Regions from separate parts of the Sus scrofa genome. Here region 2 is linked to region 1. The links are chromatin contacts, called in public HiChIP or PLAC-seq maps. All regions are on one chromosome and are shown on one strand. The core of a region is the stretch at or near the end of the contact, and the rest is flanking DNA. Distances in the headings are between cores, read along the strand shown.

What was found. HiChIP or PLAC-seq counts read pairs in DNA pulled down with a chosen protein or histone mark.
Region 2: an H3K27ac HiChIP or PLAC-seq map of alveolar macrophages shows a contact between it and region 1. The contact joins the promoter of SPRYD7 here to the enhancer-like site in region 1. A contact is called at or near these places in 4 of 5 promoter capture datasets (fetal liver, fetal skeletal muscle and liver), 15 of 47 Hi-C or Micro-C datasets (blood, embryonic fibroblasts, epiblast stem cells and 8 more) and 1 of 2 datasets of contacts at active chromatin or transcription factors (alveolar macrophages).

The regions. Positions count from the first base shown.
Region 1 is chr11:17,286,373-17,293,171 of Sscrofa11.1, reverse strand. The region is part of intron 1 of LOC110255810 (a long non-coding RNA gene); the gene reads left to right. Among named protein-coding and RNA genes, the nearest start is that of DLEU7, 320 kb to the right of the region's middle. Within about 2 kb of position 2,326, at least 22 of the 83 cell types and tissues checked have an H3K27ac peak or open chromatin away from gene starts, as enhancers often do. A contact at or near this core is called in alveolar macrophages, fetal liver, fetal skeletal muscle and 3 more, where this site is marked.
Region 2 is chr11:17,846,329-17,852,653 of Sscrofa11.1, reverse strand. SPRYD7 (SPRY domain containing 7) reads right to left here and starts at 3,643. Exons shown (of 5, transcript NM_001243529.1): 1 at 3,510-3,643. The coding sequence starts at 3,615. TRIM13 (E3 ubiquitin-protein ligase TRIM13) reads left to right here and starts at 2,649. Exons shown (of 4, transcript XR_002336667.1): 1 at 2,649-3,245.

The sequences.
Region 1 (6,799 bases), core at 1,077-3,576:
CACAGGCAAAGAGCAAATAACTGCGGCAAACAGGCCAGAGATACAATCATTCCCTGCTGATTCCTTTTCCTTTCTACCTAGGCATGTGTGTTTGTGTGTTTGTGGTACTGTTGCACCATACAGTCACACACCATGGAATTTTAAGTGTTCCAGAGATCCATTTATTTGATAATTAGTGAAGAGCAAGTAGCTAATTTTAAATGTGTACACCTAAAGATGAAGAACTTGGAGTTCCTGTCATGGTTCAGTGAAAACAAATCTGACTAGAATCCATGAAGATACAGGTTTGATCCCTGGCCTCACTCAGTAGTTAGGGATCTGGTGTTGCCATGAACTCTGCTGTAGGTCACAAATGCAGCTCAGATATGGTGTTGCTGTGGCTGTGGTGTAGGCTGGCAACTACAGCTCTGATTCATCAAACCCCTGGCCTGGGAACCTCCTTATGCCGTGGGTGAGGCCCTAAATAAAGACCAAAAAAGAAAAAAAAAGAAAAAGATGAAGGACTTATTCTCAAGGATGGAGGTAATATATTGGTTGCCTTCCTTTTTAATAACCAGTACCTAGAAGAGAGACCAGCATGAATTAATCAATGCCTTATTGAATTCTGAAATCTTGCTTCTTCTCTTGCCCCATGTGAAAGAGAATACTAAGGTAAATGGTAATTTCTAGAGTAAAATTAAAGGAAGATTAGAAAAGCAAATGATATATTTCGGTTAGTTAGTACAAGGCCATAGTGAACTCTGTTAAAAGCCTCTCATACAGCTTAATCATTGTCACATTGCAAACTCTACTTTGATAAAAAGAAAAAATTTTTAACTATGGCCTTCCTCGGTTTTCTCCATCGATGTGTGGGAGCTCTCCTCTGTGAGATCATCTGTTTGAATCTGACTCTAAAATTATTCAATCAGTCAATGTTCCATCCTAGTTTGATGGCCCTTTAGCTAACTCGGAAGGGTTGGGTGGTCTGAGAATACACAGATACCACCCTAGCATGGTGACTTGTTACTGTGGCATCCATGGTTGATAAAGAAACTTCTCTGCTGAAGTTGATGAGCCTCTGTCCATTTCTAGGAAGCCTTTCTTAATTCTGGTTTTATAATTTTATGAACTTTTGCTTTACAAGCAATACTTGAGTTTTGGGTTATTCGGGTCTTTTTAAACAAAACTGGTACCCAGGTTTTATTTTATTTTATTTTATTTATTTTATTTTATTTTGTGGTGGTGATACTTTGAATTCTTACTTTGATGTCATAATATTTCAGAAATAACCACAAGTGATTCTGTAATTCTTCCAAATGTTTTATTTTTAACCTGAAGTAACCATGGTCAATGTCAATAAATGTTTATTGTGTGTCAGCTGGGTATGAGCCCTGTCCCTGGCACTTAGGTCTGCTCCGAGTAATCTGTATTTCTAAGATGTTTCATTATCTGATTGCAGAGTCAGATATTTCCTCAAAGTGGTCTTCCTTGTCTCCTAAATTTTAAAATTAAGTTCCTGATTTTTGAAGATATTATCTGTAAAATGTGTGTCCAGTAATTTTCATTTACGAAGTACTTACTATGAGCCAGAAACAATTTTACAATGCATTTCCTAGTCTGAATCCCCACAAAAATTCACCGAGTTGAGGGATGACTCATGATTCCCATTTTAGTCATGAGAACAACTGAGGCTTAGTCAGAGCATATCATTTGTTTCAGGTTGCACAGCAAGTGTAGAATTGGAGTCAGGTCTTTGCTGATTTCACAGTTTCTCAGCTACGCTATGTCCAATTTGATATTTGTAGCTTTCTGTAAGCTCGCATCCAGAGCCATAATTCAGAAATTATGAGTCATTTGGTTTTACATTTTAAATCTTAGAAACCAGGACTGCTTCAGTGTATGTTTACCAACTTCTGAATAACTCTGTCCTTAATGTTATACATGACTCTTCTGTATGGTCTGGATTTCCAAGTTATTTCGAGAACTGATTATTTTGGTCAGACATATTTTAGAAGGGGACTTTAAGAGTGAAACTTACTTTAAATTCCCAATTATCCAGGGTATCTTATTTGAAGAAGAGAACAGCTGGCAGTTTTAATTCCCTAAGTGTTGAAATATTGTGGAAAAGAGAAACCCCAAACTAGCTTGCTAACAAATGGCTTAGTGAATGAATCAGCAGGAGTGAGCTCTCTCTGGTTCTTTTTGGATGTTTTCTATGTGTCCCCACAATTTGGGTGTAGTGTGATGAGCTGTTCTGCTGAGAAGCCAGAGTTGAAAGAATAAACAGGATTGACAGAATAAACAGAGTAAACCCTGATTGTGGAGGAAGGTTTACAAGTCAGCTTCCTTCTACAGCTTCAACTCACAGGCCTGGCCTAGCCTCTAGGGAGTGCACCAAAGCTTTCCCTCTGTGAACCGGTGGAAATAGCTGCATGCCTCCAATTTGTCTGGTTTCTTATTGATTAGGGAGGGCACAGGCTGCCAGTGGAGGAGCCCAGAAAGCTGGACACGGCTCAGTGAACAAACACATGCGCAGATGCACTGACAAGAGAGAGGGAGAGAGTGGGACACTGCACAGTGCCTGTGAATTCTCTCTCTCACACACACACACACACACACACACACACACAATGTCTTAATGGAAAATAAATGAATTTATTGATGTTGATCATTATGGCTGATACTTCAAATTAAATGTCACATTTGTCGAAAAATTTTTCCATTTTGTACTTGTCAAGTACTTCTCCTCTAAGGAGCCTTAAAGGCACACTCTGTTCTCTAAGAGCTGATCAGCTGGCACTGTTAAATGAGCAGCTTGGGTGGAGGATGGGCAGGAAATTGACAGTGAAGAAGGAGTTGTAAAGGGAAGAACAAACATCAAGCGCCCATGGTGGTCACTCAGCATTGGGAATCACAACTGGAGGAGCTGAGTGAGTCTGCAGCAGAGCTCATTTTATCAACAGGGCTATTTGGGCACCTAGGGACCTGGGCAGATTTCCTTGCTGAGAAGAGCTGTTATCTGGGAGTCAATTCTTAAGCCTTAAAGTCCTTGGCAGTGCAGTCCTGTGCTCTGAACCTGCTCCAGATGGTTCACAGAAGTTGTAGAATGTGTTTATAATTTGTGTCTAAGAACAGCTGAACTTTGGACCCCAGGTGATAGTGTCCAGAGGTGGACATGAGGGACAGTGACAGGGACGCATGTGCCTCCTAGGCTGGTTTGGATATCTCAGGATTGACTCCCAGTGACACTAGCCCCTAAGCTCTGGCCACCAGTGTACGCATGTAACATGAGCTCAGACAGCTCTGTTGACCCCCAGGACAGCTGCAGCTTGAGTTAATAGCACATAATTCAGCCCCTCACTGAGGCTTTCCTAGAAATCCAACCCTGAACTCTACATGGACACAGTCCAGGGACTCCTTTCCCATCTGAGAGAGCAAAAATACATCTTTTACATTTGTTCACTCGCAGCAGTTGGATGAAGCCACAGTCACCAGTGTCTCAATTCTTCCTGTTCTTCCTGTCCTGTGAGGCGCCACTGCTCTTCTTAGAGTGCTGTTTGTGAGACAGAATAGGGACACTCCATCCCACTTAGGATTCTTAGCAGAAGAGAATCCTGATTCCTAGTCACTGGGAAACAGGTACAGCTGAGACACAATGAAATTTGAAGGTCCAGGTCTGGGGGAGAAGGATGGAACAGTGAGTTGAGACCTCTGACTCACAGTTCTTTCTCTTCTTTAGGTAGACACATTCTTTTGATCATATCTCCTGAAGAAGCATAAGACTTTCAAGGTGTCATCTGACTCCTTGGCACCAAAACCCAGCATACTGAGCATGATGCTGGTAACCAAGGCCCCTGAACTGAGGAGGATGTCCTTTTGTACAGAGTGCACAGAAGTGGAGACAAGCAGGATGGGAGGAGCTGCTTTTTGCATCTTTTAAAAAGAAGAAAGTTTCATAATTCCCCCCTACATTCTTATTCCCTTAATAATGTGCTTCTCTCTTTGAAGCTGAGCTTCCCTGTTCCATTTAAAGTCAGTATTTCCTTCTGTCTCCATGACAGCCTGCGAGAAGTTCTGCAGGATATAGATGGATTTCACATTATGTAAGGAGAAAGGAAAGCCACTCCAGAACACCGTAGAATGGCCAGGGCACTATTTATTTACTTTAGAGGTGGTGGCAGCTGGGGAGGAAGGTTCAAAAGACACAAAGTTGTATATGAATTATGATGTGATATGTTCGCTTTTAGCTCAACCACCGGGCAGACCTTCAAAGTTAGTTTCCAGTGGGTTTTTCTCAGGGGGCCACACCATCATCTTCCAAATGTGAGTTTGAGGATGCTTCCCATCTTACATCACTCAAAAATAACTGCCAGAGCAATAAGAAACAAAACCTATACAATTTACAGTTCACCCTCTTTGATGTGAGGTGGGATGGGGCACACAAAGCAAGGGCCTCTGAGTAGATTGCTGCAGAGAGCAAACTCTTACTTCCTTAAGAGAGCAAGCTGCATTAGCACATTAAAATTATTAGAAAGCCTTTACTAGGATTAAATTGAGCTTGATTTGGGTCAAAGTGGGGGAGGGGGAAAGGAAAGAAACCAAACAGCATGTGCCAAAGATTCACTGAACATATTTTTTTTTTTTTAAATGCTGACCGGCATTAAAGTAAGTAACAACTGAAGATTACACAAGAGTAAACACTGCTGCTAATGTTTGATTAAAAGCTGAGGGCTCGAAGTGACTCTGGGTTAATTTACAGATCATGCCAATAGCAGCCCTAGGAGACTGGGGCTACCAAGGGTAGGGGAGAAGGTTTATAGGCAGAAGCCACATTTTTAAATGTAGAACAAAAGGGAACTAGGGCTGAAGGAACTGCTTTATAAACTTCAGAGAAGGAGAGAAAGAGAGAGAGAGAAAGAAAGAGAAAGAAGAAAGGGACTTGTAGGGAGAAAAAAGGGGAATTGTGTTTGTGCCTGCTGGGCTTGGGGGTAGTGAAAAAAAAAGGAATGTGTAACTTTTAAATAACTTTTGTAGGAGGAGAGAGTGTGCTAGGATCGAAGAGGTTAACTGTTCCTGTGGGACAGGAGTCTTAATAAATTCTAGACTGTGTCAAGGGTTCCATCTATCCCCAATGAAAGAGTGTAAATTCCCCTGGCTGATCAAATAAAATTGATTTAACTTTTGCAGCATTTAGCTTCAGGTTGAAATTTAAGTGTACAGTCAAGCAGCAAATGATTTTAAAATCATAGTCCCTCTTCAGCACAATCTCTTTGATACAGTTTTAAATGCTTTTATAATGGGATATGTCGTTTATCTAGTAACATAGCAGTTGATATCCTTAGATTGGAATTTCATCATGTACTTTAATTTTATAGGGCATGGGGGGATGATCATAATGGCTGAACAATTCAGTGAAATGGAATGGGCTAATTCAGCACTTCTTTTCTGCAATTTTCCACTGAATATCTAAAATCTTCTTTCTCTTCCATCATAGTATGTTTATGAAAGCAAAGCATTTAACCCTCATGTTTCTGGGGCTTGAATAATGTTTTAAATAGGACATAAAACATCTGCAAATTTGCCTCAATTACATTAGCATGTCATTATGAAGGAGATGGCACCGTTCAGTGTTTTAGGATCAGATCCTGTCTGCCTTGTATTTGGCTACCTCAGAAGATCCTTCAGGAAACCCAGTCTCTCCAAAGACTCTTCTTTCTTTTCAAGTTTCTGTCTTCGCTCACAAAGGCAAAAATGTCTGCTGTGCTAGGCCAGTCTTTAGTTTAACCTTGGAGTCTGAAAAACAAACAGTGGCCTGGATAACATTGATACACATTTCTATGTTTGCCCAGATGAAACTTTAAAAAATGCTAAAAGCCACCAAAATCTCTGTTCTTTCCCTTAATTGCCCTGGATTATCAAGCTGGAGAAATAGAATGGGCTGGTATGTTCCAGTGCTATTAAATCTCATGCTAACTTTACTGATACCGGCAGCCTGGTCTGCTTTCCAACATTCTCCAGGGACCCTCCCAGCATGTCAGAAGCCAAACACCCAGTCTGCAGGGACATAGCCAGTGCCAGAACTTGTGCTCCGAGAGAGGCTAGAAGAGAGAAATCGTGCTGTCTCATCCTTTCTGCACTGTCAGTTGACTCCCTTTATGGCTTTTATTACCACATACAAAACCTGATGGCTGACCTGACTAAGGTCACCAGCCCCAAGAAGATATTTATGAGTTTGCGCAAATATTCTTATGAGCAATTCCAAACCTGAAAGGGTGTGTGCCAAACCATAGCAAAACTGAAAGCGACACTTTAGAGGGACTGAAACTGGTAGACACTGGTTTGGAACCCCTTGTTCTCCACACTTGATGCTAAAAACAAAGACTGATATTACCCACGTCTACTGGGTCAGTTTATTAAAGAAAACTGAGGAAGGTCTAAAGGGGATTGAGCCTTCATGTACAAAATGTTTTGAAACTCAAGACACTCTAATTCATAAAAGGTATGACATGAACAGATGGTTGTAGATAATTGTCACTGTGCGAACAAACAGCTAGATTGTGATGATGCAGCATTTCCTTTTCTTGTCATTAACAGAAAATGCAACAGTAGGTTGTCTTTCTCTGGCACTTTTGCGCTTCTACTTTAACCCAAAAGATGAAATTTATGTAATTTCTCAAAACTTCAAATCACACAGCTGGGGAATGGCAAATGGTATCATAATGACAATAATAGCTGAAATTTCCTGTGCATCCACTCTGCACTTCTCTAAGCAACAACCCTGGGGGGCAGGGCAGGAACTCTTGTTCTTCCATTGCAAAGT
Region 2 (6,325 bases), core at 2,394-4,893, 560 kb before region 1:
ACGAAGCCTACAGCCCAGGGAGAGACTGCAAGTTATCACAAACACCAGCCTTCAGGAATAAGCAGCAGAAGGCAGAAGAAAGAGATGAAAAGAAGCCCAGTGCTTGACACACTGAGTCTTTCCTGAAGCTACTGCTGTCTTCATAGGTTTTAAGTTTACATGAACCAGTAACTTTCCCTCATTGTTTCAAAAATCTTGAGTTGAAAGCATCCTATGTGAAAGGCATTTCACAGAATTATGCAGATAAATGGTATTTTCTTCTTACCTAGCAATGCTCTATGGTTCTCATAACGTAACTCTGAGTTGGAACCACAGAATCAACTCTGAATATGGTTTTATTCTCTTCCTACAATAATATTTCTTCTCTCCAAGGCATTCTGCTAAGTACTGAGATGTTTCATATAGAAAGATGGATATATTCAGAAAACATTCTGAATGCTTGTGAAGCATTAAGGAATTATTTTAAGTTTACTTCATTCCTCTTTTTTAAGTACAAAGATAGCCTTTATTTGGATCTAGGATTTTCGTGTAGGTTTATTAATTGTCAGTGTTGCTTAGAAAGTCAAGGCGGGAGTTCCCGTCATGGCGCAGTGGTTAATGAATCCGACTAGGAACCACGAGGTTGCGGGTTTGGTCCCTGCCCTTGCTCAGTCGGTTAACGATCCAGTGTAGCCATGAGCTGTGGTGTAGACTGCAGACGTGGCTCGGGTCCAGCGTTGCTGTGGCTCTGGCATAGGCCGGTGGCTACAGCTCCGATTCAACCCCTAGCCTGGGAACCTCCATATGCCGTGGGAGCGGACCAAGAAATAGCAAAAAAGGAAAAAAAAGAAAGTCAAGGCGAATTTGAGTATAGCCAGGACATACATAAACATAGCCAAAGTGTATTTTTTAAGAAACATTAGACATTCCCAAATTAATGGCATCCCTTTCAAAGCAGCTACCTTGGAAGATATTCATTTCTAAAAAGTCAATTCACAATTAAACATTGAGGTTATGGTGAAAAAGAAGGTATTTACAAAAACTAGTGCCCAGAAAATCTCAAGAGGAATTCCAAATGGTTTTAAGTGATGCAGCATCACCAAAGTAAGTGATAACTTTGAAAGAGACAAGCTATGTTTGGATATGAACTTGGAAAACAGACATTTTCTTTCTTTCTTTCTTTCTTTTTTTTTTTGTCTTTTGTCTCTTGGTTGTTGTTGTTGTTGCTATTTCTTGGGCCGCTCCTGCGGCATATGGAGGTTCCCAGGCTAGGGGTCGAATCGGAGCTGTAGCCACCGGCCTACGCCAGAGCCACAGCAACGCGGGATCCGAGCCGCGTCTGCAACCTACACCACAGCTCACGGCAACGCTGGATCGTTAACCCACCGAGCAAGGGCAGGGACCGAACCCGCAACCTCATGGTTCCTAGTCGGATTCGTTAACCACTGCGCCACGATGGGAACTCCCAGACTATTTTCTTAAATCTAAAGGCAACTACACTCCTTAAGTTATCTAAATAAAGTTTCACATATCCAAGCACATGCATATTCACTAAGTGTGCTCCTCATATATCAACTTAAGATCAATGCATGCTTTAAACTATTCCTAGCTTGATAAGCCTCTCCTATTATTTTCTAAAATCAGGTTGCTTCTGTGATTGAAGAATTTGAATTCACCAGAAGACAGGATAAGAAAAAGTTTCCACGCAGGTAGAAAACTGGGAAATGACATTACTGAAAGACGCTATGCAGCTTTGGAAAAGGAGAACATAGTGGAACAAGCACAAGTGACCAGCTCTTTGTAGAAGAGACCAGAGAAAAGGAATACTTTACAGAGTAGATTGTAGTAATTCAGGATTTTGGCAGTAGAGACAGAAAAGAACTAAAGCTGATCATAAGCTCCAGGAACTATGCGTGTTGCCAGCATCTAAAACAATGCCTGCCATCTGAGAGTCATCCAATAAATATCAGTTGAGCGAATGAATAAATGGAATGGAAACATTTTCTCAGGGAAATTATAGGATTTGAACATCTGTCTATAAACGATGATGAATAAGTAATAATTTAAAGAGATATACACATACATTTACATGTATTTATGTATTACGCTGCTGCATTAAATTTAGGAGACATAAGGATTAAAATTAAACACCCCTGGAGTTTCCATCGTGGGGCAGTGGAAACGAATCTGACTAGGAACCATGAGGTTTCAGGTTTGATCCCTGGCCTTGCTCAGTGGGTTAAGGATCCCACATGGCGGTGAGCTGTGGTATAGGTCACAAATGGGGCTCAGAACCTGCATTGCTGTGGCTGAGGCATAGGCCAGCAGCTACAGCTCTGATTAGACCCCTAGCCTGGGAACCTCCATATGCTTCAGGTGCGGCCCTACAAAAAGACAAAAAAAAAAAAAAAAAATTAAATTAAATACCCCAATAAAAAGCAGTATATAATTACATTTGTGGTTTAGTTCATGCTATAGAAATATAATGGGAAGAGTGTCTCTAGAATTATAAAGAATCTAGGCAGGAGAGGGTTTTGCTATAAATATTAAGAAATCCCTTTCTTACTTTAATGTACTGTCCTTTAGCCAAAGAGAAATGTGGGAAAAACTGAAAGTGCATATATATATATTTAGAAGAGAATAATCCACAAAAAGATAGTACTCTGAAATACTTAGTGGGAATCTCTCCTTCTAGAACCATACTCCAGAAACATGAAACTACATGGGACAGTCTAAGAACAGAAACAATAATAAGGTTGTGAAAGAGGCTACAGAGGGGAGAGGAAGAATGTGAGAGAAGCTATATGTTCATGCGAAATTGGAAGGAAAAACATACATGAGAAGAAGCAAAGTGCTGTTTTATTTTTGCAACAGCCTGAATTGTTGGCAACAGACCAGTCAGATGAAATTACAACACCGCTAAGCGTGACTAAGGAGGAGTCAGACAATGGGAGGTTTTAGTTGAAGTGACACGGTCTGACATGAGCTGTGACTTGAAGCTTCTGCAACTTGCCCTGTTTTGACATTAGTAGGTGAGAGGAAAATAATTTTCAATAAAACAACCGATAAATGATGGGCTAAGAGAAAGCTGCCTGGGCAGAAGGAGCCGAAATCAGCTAAAGCATTCTGAAAATGTATTGGATTTGACTGGAGCTCGCCCGTGGGACACCGTAGGAGGGGCACCACAGTACTATCGCTCCCCACGCCTGGGAACTTGTGCCGAGTCTCAGGATGCGACAGCTCGGAGGAGATTCCGGTGAGAACGGGTAGGTCCACCCACACACCATCTCCACTAGGCGAGGGCAGACAACACTGCGTAGCCTTGAACACAGAACCGGGCCGAAGTGGAGGCGGCCTGTGTCTGGAGGAGATCCGCCAGACCCGGCCGAGGGCAGCGTCGCAGGGCGAGGGCAGGGGGCGGGGCCCGGCGGGGCCCGGCCGCGCGTGGTGCTCGCGACCCCCGACTGACCCCGACCCGCACCGCCCGACTCGGGGTGGGCCGTTGGGTCACGGGAAGGGAGGGCCCTTACCCATGTGTTGCGTGTCCAGCTGCACGGCCGGCATCTCTTTCAGAGGGATGTGGCCCGTCCCGCCATCTCTGCAGCACCGCAGGCAGCAGAACACCGAGGAGGCCATGTCTCAGGGACCGCCGACGACACCGCGACCCACCGCCCCTAGACCGCGGCGACTCCCGCCCCTACCCCTCCGCTCCGCCTCCTGCCCCCGCCCGAGCGCCGGAGGGAGTCTGTGGGGCGCAGAGGCTGGTACAGCGACGCCCCTGGCGGGGAGGGTGCAGCGCAGTCTGAGGCGAAGCCTGCCTGGGCGGAAGATACCGAGGATCGGCCGGCGGGCGGGGCTGGGGGCGGGGCGGGGCAGAGGGCGTGGCGGCCGGGCGGTGAACCGCGTGCGCCTGCGCGGAAAGGTTTTTCCCTTTTGTGCCGCCCCGCTTATGTAGGTATTTCTGTACTGACCCGGGCTCGAGCTGACTTGCGTTCTCATTTAGCTCAGGTGTCCTTGGATGCTGTAGTTTAAAAACTGCCCCCCACTTCGACATTATTTTAGGCATTAGTTGGCAGTGGCAAATTTGCCTGGGGGAGTGGGAGCTGATTTAAAACAGCCCGAAGATGTCCTCCCTCCACGCCCAGGACTGAGAGAACTTCGCCTTCGCGAAGAGCCTCTGGCCCCCTCTCACCGCCCCCCGCCGTGGCTGGTTTCTGGAGAATTTTCTCAAATCATGAACAGACGCACAGGGCCCAGGAGTAATGGCTGTTAGTAATTGCACAGTGGCTATGCATCCAGGGCTCTTGAGTCGACTCCCCTGCTGCATTTTAGGTGCAGAGACGAGTTTCCCGTTGAGGGGCGTACTGGAGGCCACCCCGGGAGGGGACTCCCTGGGGCAGGGCTGGAGGGCGATTCTTGACCTGTCTCTTCCAAATTCAGCGGCATGGATAATGGGTTCTAATGAGTGTAATGGGAACCCCTGAGTCAGCGGTTCAGGGGAAGGACTGAGTTCCTACAGCCTGTTGTTTCCTGTTTCCATGTAGGAGCCTCCCGTTTGGGAGCACCAGTCATCTGGTGCACTACTTAGATCATCCGCATCCTGATCCATTTTCCATCTTCAGATACCACTTGTCGCCTGGAGAAAGTCTGGGACGACCTCTAGAATTAATCTGGCTTAAACCTCTGTTGTCAAATAAGGTTCCATCTGAAGACTTCCCCAGGATTCAAGCCCTGGGAGACCTGACGCAAAATGCCCCCTCAGTATGTAATGGGTTCTTCGACATAACTTCTTAGTGACAAATATCTTTTATGGTGAATTTTTCCCTTCAGAATGGGAGAATTTTTTTTCAAGGTCCTGAGTTTCTTGGATGTTTATACAAACGGTGTTTTCATTACAATACTTATGAAAATCTCAAAGATTTGTACTTTGAGGTTTATTTATCATAGGATTAATACCAGAGGTGATTGCTGAAGCCCTCACTGCCTATAAAGTACTTTCCTGGTGATCATTTTACACATGAAATTTTCTTTTGCTGAAAAACTTGACCATTTGGAGAAGTGTTAGTGTCCTAGTTTTTCCCTTTGGGAAGGAGTGGGGAGTTGAATGTTGCAGAGACAAAAATTTTCTGCATATCTGTGAGGTAGGCACTCTTTCTTACACACACTCACCGAATTCTTGAAAAGTTTGAGAGTAAATATTGTCCCTGTGTAAGTGAAGAGATGGGCTTGAAGGGATTAAATAATTTGTGTAGCCTCAAATGACTAGGAAATAAACAAGGTAGGATTCAAAACCCATGACTCTGACGGAGTCTGTATTTGCTCCACCAGATCATGCTGCTTCTCAAATTCTAAAGTTCTAACTCTTGCAATTAATGCTATAATCCTTTTAAATGTGCTCTTAGTTCAAAATACAGATTTGTACTTAATTTCTGTATGTTTTGTTAATCTCCAAATTAACCATAAACTTCCATAACTCATGTATAAGCAATAAAGTAAAATAAAATTTGTTGTTATAAGGTAAAATATTTTATTCACAAACATTATAAAAGTAATACGTGTGTTAAATATATAATAAATGTAAGTGTATTGGATTTGACTGGAGCTCAGGCCAATCAAGTTAGTCACATGTTCAATGAAAAGCCAGGCTGTTAGATGGCTGTGAACTGGCCTTTACTGTAGAGGCAGAATTGCCTGTAGTCTTGCTTGGTTAGAAAACTATTTGCTGGGGCACTGCCCAGTGCACTTTGCCCACAGTGTAGCAATTCAAGTGTACTCAGCAGTATGAAGCAAGCAAAACCGGTTAGGCCCAGAAACAGACTTCCCTGCCTTGGCAGATGAATGCCATCCGAAAACTCACAGACCTTACTCCTTCTTATAGCTGGGATTCTATTATCCTTTCATTATTGTTTTCAAAGAAATAAGCCTTTCTTTTTGAAAAGCACAATGTTAGAGATGTTTTGACAGTCTTTCACAGCTATCGCTTTAAATAACCATCACAAATAAAGCCTAAAAAAGTTTCCCAATAGTTAGTTAGAAGGTCATTTATCTAAGTCAAAAGCAATAACAGAAAATGACTACTTGAAAAAAAAAAAGTCTGTCTGCTTAAGCAACATATGCCAGGAACTTAAGAACTGATAGGACGATAATGTAAAGCATGTGTTTCCGAGTCAAGTTAAACATCATGCTCAGGATTTTCTTTAATGGTTTTTATGCCAGCCAGACATCTCCTGTTAGTGAACTTCACTCTCTGGACTGGGTCATGCATAATGGTTTCTTTCTTAAAAACTCATTTATCAGTTATTAAGTCAAACTTTTTTTCTTGGAGTAATCCAAGCCACATTTGCGA